Linked DNA regions of Sus scrofa: region 2 is linked to region 1. The links are chromatin contacts, called in public promoter capture Hi-C maps. All regions are on one chromosome and are shown on one strand. Each heading gives the region's core, a stretch centred on a gene start, on an enhancer-like site or on the middle of the called end of the contact. The rest is flanking DNA. Distances are from core to core; before and after follow the strand shown. Region 1 holds the start of MOCS2 (molybdenum cofactor synthesis 2). Region 2 overlaps ARL15 (ADP-ribosylation factor-like protein 15).

The links. Promoter capture Hi-C pulls out the DNA fragments that hold promoters and counts their contacts.
Region 2: a promoter capture Hi-C map of fetal skeletal muscle shows a contact between it and region 1, with 14 times the contacts expected there. The contact joins the enhancer-like site here to the promoter of MOCS2 in region 1. A contact is called at or near these places in 3 of 5 promoter capture datasets (fetal liver, fetal skeletal muscle and liver), 21 of 47 Hi-C or Micro-C datasets (adipocytes, alveolar macrophages, brain and 14 more) and 2 of 2 datasets of contacts at active chromatin or transcription factors (alveolar macrophages and skeletal muscle).

The regions. Positions count from the first base shown.
Region 1 is chr16:32,460,285-32,464,092 of Sscrofa11.1, forward strand. It overlaps MOCS2 (molybdenum cofactor synthesis 2), which reads right to left and starts at 2,007. Exons shown (of 7, transcript NM_001244725.1): 1 at 1,965-2,007; 2 at 867-988.
Region 2 is chr16:33,452,568-33,456,185 of Sscrofa11.1, forward strand. All of the region lies in intron 1 of ARL15 (ADP-ribosylation factor-like protein 15), which reads right to left. Among named protein-coding and RNA genes, the nearest start is that of ARL15, 120 kb to the right of the region's middle. Within about 2 kb of position 2,049, at least 6 of the 83 cell types and tissues checked have an H3K27ac peak or open chromatin away from gene starts, as enhancers often do. A contact at or near this core is called in fetal skeletal muscle and skeletal muscle, where this site is marked.

The DNA.
Region 1 (3,808 bases), core at 757-3,256:
ACCCCTAGCCTGGGAACCTCCATATGCTGCAGGAGCGGCCCTAGAAAAGGCAAAAAGACAAAAAAAAAAAAAAAAAAAAAAAGGAAAATTTCTTAATCAGCACATGCCCTCCCCAGGAACTTTTCACCTAAGTACACAAGTAGTGGGACAGAGGCCTCATGTTTCATCAATTGTCAGGGCACCTTAAAAACTTGGATATGAAATCAAGAAGGAATAATTTTCTTTTTGAACATACACTGCAAATTACCTTTTACACTGTACTAAGACTTCCAAGTTAAACATCCACTCGGACTTAAGTGACTCTAATAATATTCCTGAAACACGTTCACATAAGCTACCTTTATATATTTTGTTTCAAAAAAACCAATAGCAGTAAAACTGTACGTTTTCAAGAGCCATAAAAAAAAAATCAAATATTGCAAAAATTCAAATTCAGCAGCACCTAATGTTTGTTCTTTTTCTTTGAATCTTAGAAATTTCTATCTTGAGCTCTCTAAAAACAGGGTGGGACAAAAAAGTTTAAAGCACACATTTTTAACAGAATTTATAACATTTTCACTTAACGTTATAAAAATGTAGAATATTCATTTTCAGTATCTTGTAAATTTTAAAAACAAATATAATCATGTCCTTTTGGGAGTATTCCAACTCACTATGTTTTTTCAGTAAAATATCTTTAAACTTTCTGAAGAAATCTTGTGTTTTTAAATATTAGAACTTAACTTTTCAAAAGTAACTCCAGAAAAATACAACTAATGATCCTCTTGACATTAAGCATGGAAATCAAAATTTACTTTTATCATTTACTCACACATTTTTAAATTTTAAAAGTGCTAATCATATACATTCTATAAAATTTTAACTACCCAGGATGGCGAGTTTCTATCTCATTCCACAGCTGCAATGCTTTTATTTCTTGTGGCACAGAAATGGTCTCTGAGCGAATTCCTGCTATTTCAGCACTTTTTGCAAAATACAACACTTCAACCTGAAAAGAAAGAAAATATTTTTAACTATAACAACTCGTAGTTCTTTCCTAGCTGTCCATGACTGGTTTTTTCTGTTTGTTTGTTTTATTTACTACTTTAACCAAATAGACTTTATATAAGTTAGAGAAAATTAAGTGCCCACAAAAATTTCAGTATATCTACAAGTTCAAATTTTGAAAAATTTTTGTTTTTAGTAAAATTCTAATTTCCAGATGCTTTTTAGTTCTATAAATGTATGTGTGCCACAACTAAAATCCTAACAATATCTTCTTAGAAACCATGAAGTTAGGTCTTTAACTGACATAAAATTACAGCACCTTTTATAAATACTTAAGCAATGAACAAATGTCTGAGTCTAGATGAATTACACAAAATAAGTAACCAAATAAGTGCAAGATATATATTTCATGGTTGTCATGTGACCTTTGATTCCAGTCTACATTACACTGAACCCAGCTGTTCAGGATTAAGTTATGCAACATACAAACCCTGATATTTACAAAAGCAGATGGGTCTGAAATACAGGATTAACTGGTTATTTTCTAGGACAAACCTATGCAAGCAGCCTGATATATCTAAGGGATCCGACCACATAAAATAACCCACCTGTCACTCAGAGCAAATTATTCTCTACCAAATAATCAGAGGGTTGGCAAAAACACAGATTTCATCATAGAAGGCTTAGTTAAGTGCATTTCTTTTTTAATTGAAAATTCGATTTCTTAAAAACGAACAATCTGACAAGGAAGGGCAAAGATAGCTGGTGCCTTTAGAAACCAGCTGGTCTTCCACACCGTCACGCAACAAGAGTTCGCGCAATGGACTTGACCTTCCTTGAGAAGGCCAGAACAAAGCCTCTGAAGCCAGGAGGGGCCAGTGCGGCGGTGGCAGTCGCCGGGGTCTGGCTGAGCAGGGCCAGGTCTGTGGAGGGGAGGAGCAAGGAAAGACACTTCTCAAAGTGCTCTCCACCCTTACCTGGCACCGTGGCACCATTCCGCCAAGAAACCCTCGCCTGGTACCCTGGCCGCGGAGGCGGAGGCGCCTAGTCTACAGAGTGCGCAGGCGCAACCTGCTGACCCCTTCCGCTCTAGCAGGGCATGCGCAGAGCTAGCTCCGCCCCGCTGTCCTCCCCGTGGCGCTGGTGCCGCCGACCGCCCAGCGAAATGCTTGGTATCCGTTCTCTTGTGGATGGGCAGTGGTGCTGAGCGAAAGCTATGCGTGTCGCTAAGTGGGAAAAGAGCTGACAACTCATGCCTTTCTCATAGGACGAGAGTCCGAGGTGCGAGAGAGCAGCCCCCGAACTTTCGTAGATACCTGCTAAATGAGTTAAGCAAGTTCGGCTTTTCAGTTCACTCACCTGTAGGGTTCTGATGTTTTATATCTACTCTGCCTTCTGGTTTATGATTACTGTTTCATAAAGACTTAAAGCATTCAGCGTATCTTGACATTCGAACTGTATCAAATTTACACTTTTCCTGTTTACTAGCTGCTTAATTTGTCCGCACACTACATCTAACGTCTCCAACTTTTTACCAAGACCTCTTTTAAATTACGTAGTTATGTGGATATAAATTGGCGGCCCTTGGAGCTCACAGTTCTGGAGGTGAGATAGTCATAAGCCAGCGATGGTAACTCAGTACACCAAATGTAACACTAGGGGTACATGTTCGTGGAGGGGGAGAGTGAACCATCACCTGAGGAGTGTTCTCCAGCAAGTCCTCTTGGAGGGAAATGCTTGAGCTAAATCTGCTGTAATGAGCAGCAGCCAAGAGCAGAGTGGGAGAGGGAGGTACCCTGTACCAAGCCAGAGGCATATAAACTAGCATAATGAGGCAGGGTGGCGTGTAAGGAAGTAGTTGGATATGAGGCTGGAAATATCAAGTTGTAGCCCATGGCAGGAGAAATACCAACGTATATTCTGGAAAAAATTGCTAAACATCAAGAATAAAGACATGTTCACATCCAGGTAGTAAAACAAACGAATGTTAACACTGAGCTTAGACTTGTCTGAGACATCTTATGCCAGAGGATGGTGAGGTGCAATATCTAAAAAATGCTGAGCACAAACTCATGATCCAAAATATTACATACAGCCAAACTAGTGTTGATAAAGGCCAATGCTTGACACTCCTAAATCTGCAAAAGTTCAAAAAAATACAATAATGAAAAGCCCTTCTTTAAAAATCTCCCTGGGTAAAAATCCAGTCAATTGAGAGCGTTAATCAAACTTTAAAACTCAGTCCTAAGGAACTTAATGGTTAAAAAAAAAAAAAGCTGGAGGTGAGATTTTAATCCATTTAAATACACAACAAAAACAAATGTGGGATTATGGAATAAAATGTGACATCAGAATATTTTTTTTAAACTGCCTCAAATTGGAACATGTAGTTAACAAAACACTGAATCAAGTCTGTTAATCGTTCTTGCAGTCTTGTTAAATTTAGAAGGATCTTTTGGGGTAAATATGTCTTGTGAATAAGTAATCTGATAATTTTTAATTCCTCCAGTTTCACTTCAGTTATTTTGTAAATAAAAGTAAGGTGAAAATGAAGTAAAATCTAAAAAGAAAAAATAGTATGTAATTGCATTCCATATTATATATGTATATACATATATATATACATAAAATCTGAGCAGTGGAATTTTGGATGGTATGAAAATACTATTTCTTCCTCATAAATTTCTATGTTGCTTGATTTTTAAAAGTATTATATTTATAAATATTTATTGAGTGCTTATTTTATTTAAGCACTGGGAATAAATCTGGGAACTATAAAAATAAGGTCCTTGCATCTTGCAGCTTAATTTCTAGTTTGGAA
Region 2 (3,618 bases), core at 799-3,298, 990 kb after region 1:
AATTCTGTGAGGATTCTGTCCTGTAATAGAACAGGCAGCAGTTCTCAATCCTGACATACCAAAGGGGTTAGCAGGGGTTTCCCCAAATGCCCATTCTCAGACAGATGAAAGAACTTCCTTTGAAAAATGCTGGAGCTTTTCACCTCTGCAAAGCCTTCTTCCCTATATATTGTCTGCCATGGCCGTCTCGGCGTTTTAATCAACCCCCAGACTCTTCACCATTTGTCATTTACACCAACATACAATAAGAAAACACATTTTCAGACATGCCTTGGCATGTCTGGGATGGGATCAGCCCTCACTACTCTCAGGGCTTCGGATGAAAATGTGCAAAAGCCATCGCTTAACCCGTTTATGCAAAAAGACACACACGAAGCTTAACCTGAAATGTCCCGCACGCTCCATGTGGGCATTTCCGTCCTTCCAGCTCCCTAACATCAGTGATTGAGACTTTCAGAGGGTTTGGGTCATATTTATTTATTTATTCTAAACCCTCATGTCTCTCACTTTCCACGCAGGAACCGGTGACTCTAGCATAGCATAGTAGCTGTGACCCCACATTGGAAGGAGGTAGGATCAAAGGCAGCCTGACCAGACTTGGGAAAACATTTCCACCAAGAATGGACATACTGCCTGTCAAAAGGTTATTCCCACCGCGTTGGGACAGCAGATCACGTTACTGCAGAGTAACAACATGAAAGGGCAAAATCTGGCTAGAGTCACCCACATACATGTTTTTCTTTCCAACAAGGGCAAATGGGAGACACCAACCTGAACAGAACATCCTTCTTATCACTTGAGGGTGGGGAGGGGTGGGGGTGGGGAGGGTGCCTTTCCCTAATCAATACAGCCCCTGAGCTGCAGACACTGTTGAATTCCTTTTATATTTTCCTCCTCATTCAGAAACAGCTCACATTCAGCAAGACTTTTCTGTCTTAAACTTTTTTTTTTTTTTTTTTTTTTAAATCCGAGCAATCACAAGCTATATTCTGTGGAAGACAAAATAACTTTGGAGGCGTAAATCTTAATGTCAATGACAGGAAGGCTTTGGTGAACCATTACCATAAATCTGACAAACGCTAATTTGATGGGTGGCTGTATCTGTCTGCTGCACGGCCAGTCTAGACAGTCTATTGAGAAATCCTAAAACACAACTGTTTGTTCCCTGTAACACCATCTGGATATGGCAATAAGCGCCGACCCAGCGCCATTCACACATGGATCAAAGCACATGCTAATGCTATCATGAAGTCATACACATAAAAAATTCAATCTGAGAACTCGAAGCAATTTTCCTAAGTCTTCAATGAAGAAACCCCAGACTTAGTGCGACTCAAGCTAAGTGCATGGCGGGGGGAGAGGGGGGGAAAAAAGGAACCGAATATTTAATGAGCTTGGGCGTCCAGAGGAATGTTAGGCCACCCATTGTATTGGAAAAGGCTCATGTCACACTTCAGTCATGGTACCCGTCAGGGTGCCCCTTTACAAAAATTGATCTGAGGACCTTTGTAATTACCTGTTTCAGCCGGGGAGGCGGGTGGGCAGAGCAGATTCAGGACGAGAAATAAAAGAAGGGATCCAAGGTGTAAATCTCACATTATATTTATTAGTCTGAGCTGGCAGAAATTTTCAATATCGCACACAATATTAAAAACCTTTCTCGTTAAACAGCACTGTGGCATTAGATCAAAGAATCAAGGGCCTCCTATTGAACTCCTTTAAATATTACAAACATAAGAGCAAGTCTGGCTGTGCATAAAATAGAAACAAAGCCAACTTTTTTGTCCACTCTTATCCTATAGCTGGCTGGAGAGAAACGGGGCTTGAAAAATCTCCATCGCAAGTGGAGGGGGATGCCTCTCGAGGTAATTAACAAGGCAGAAATGAGCTGGGTCTGGTCTTCCTGAATTCTCTTCCACAGGAAATTTTCCCTCAATATGTTACCCCTTCAAAACTTTAAGCTACTCTATCAAAATGTATCACTCAACAGCACCGCTTCAGTTGCAAACCATCCCGGCACTGCTTAATCCCCGCCACCCTGTGAGCCAAATTTCCCTGGGAGATGGGAAACTGCCTCCACCCGGAGTTTCACTCCACTGTGTACTCCTACGAGCAACTGATTTATTTGCTTCTCGGCTGGCTCGTGTCTGATGGAAGAACGTGACTAAAACCATCTTATGAATCTGTTATTACTACCTTCATCTGTTTGCCGGGAGACGCTAAATATGTTATGTCTCCAATGTTCACATACTTTAGCAGAAGCTACACACAATTTCCAACCAACATGTTTTATTTTACAGCAGTTATGGTAGTTGTTTCTACATCGTGTGTGTATGTATGTTGTGTGTGTGTACACACACACACACGCACACCCCGTAAATGAATCTTTAAAATCTACTCATCGTGCCATGGGCTTAAAAAGATCCTAACAAAACCTGGCAGGAATTACATACCATCACTAGGCGCTCCGGCTATCACAGGTTGTGGCTCATGGGGCAAATTTCCCGTTTATGTGGTCGTTAAGACCACTGGTATAGCCACATAAACTAAGCAGAAAATGAGAAGGGAAACAGAACACTGAGACTCAGCAGCATGCAGATGTTTTCTTTCTACTCTACCTGCTAAAGCCTTTAACGGTAATAGAGAATAAAACATCACATTCCAGTTTTTTTAATGTCTTGAAGCCAAACAAACAAAAAACAAAAATACCCAAGCCAGACTAGTCTATAATCATTCGTTTCATAATTCTAGATACAAATTCAGTTAAAGAGACAAAGAGTGAGAGAAAATGCAAGATAAACAGCTAAGCCCTCATTTTCTTAAAATTTAGTTTGGTTTGAAATGAAGACTTCTCCCAAAGTAATTCACGAAACAAAATATATTTATCTTCTTCTCAACTGGAGTATTAGTAACATAATGCTTTTGCTTCTTAAAAAGAAAATCTACCACAGTATGAGTTCTTTCCTAAAAATCTCTTAAAATTTTAAAAATTCAGGAAATATAATAATGGCTAATCAGCTGTGCAAGTCTCCATTTATATAACTATATATTGTTATTTTCTATTCAACCTGAAGTAGAAAAATTATTAAAATGTAATCTGGAACACAAAGAAAAATGGAACAGCAGCTTAGTTTTCTGCACTGCATGTTTCCCCTGAGGGATCTGCAAAAAACCTTAAATGAGACGATAACCCACCCTTCCCCAAAGAAAGCCTTATTCCCTGAACTTCCCAATAAATAAAAAACTGTCAAGACATTAGCTATTTTGGTCTATGAGTTAGTTAATATACACCAAGATACCTTAACAGGATTCAAAAGCATTTCATTTGCAAGGCATATGTGTAGACCCATAGAAATAAAAAAGAAATACCATGTACACACATGCACATCTCAGATGATCCACCATAATTATCAGATGTTATCCTAGATAAAATTCAGGAGAAAAAGAACTGTGAACAAAGTAAGTGAGAAATTATAATCACTCGTTAACCATTTTATACATTTATATAGACTGTTTTTACAAATACAGTTAAAATCTGTATGTCATTCCCCATGTTAGACTATTTACAACTGATCATCGTGTTGTCTACCAGTAACGGCTCTCTTTCAGGCTGTGGCT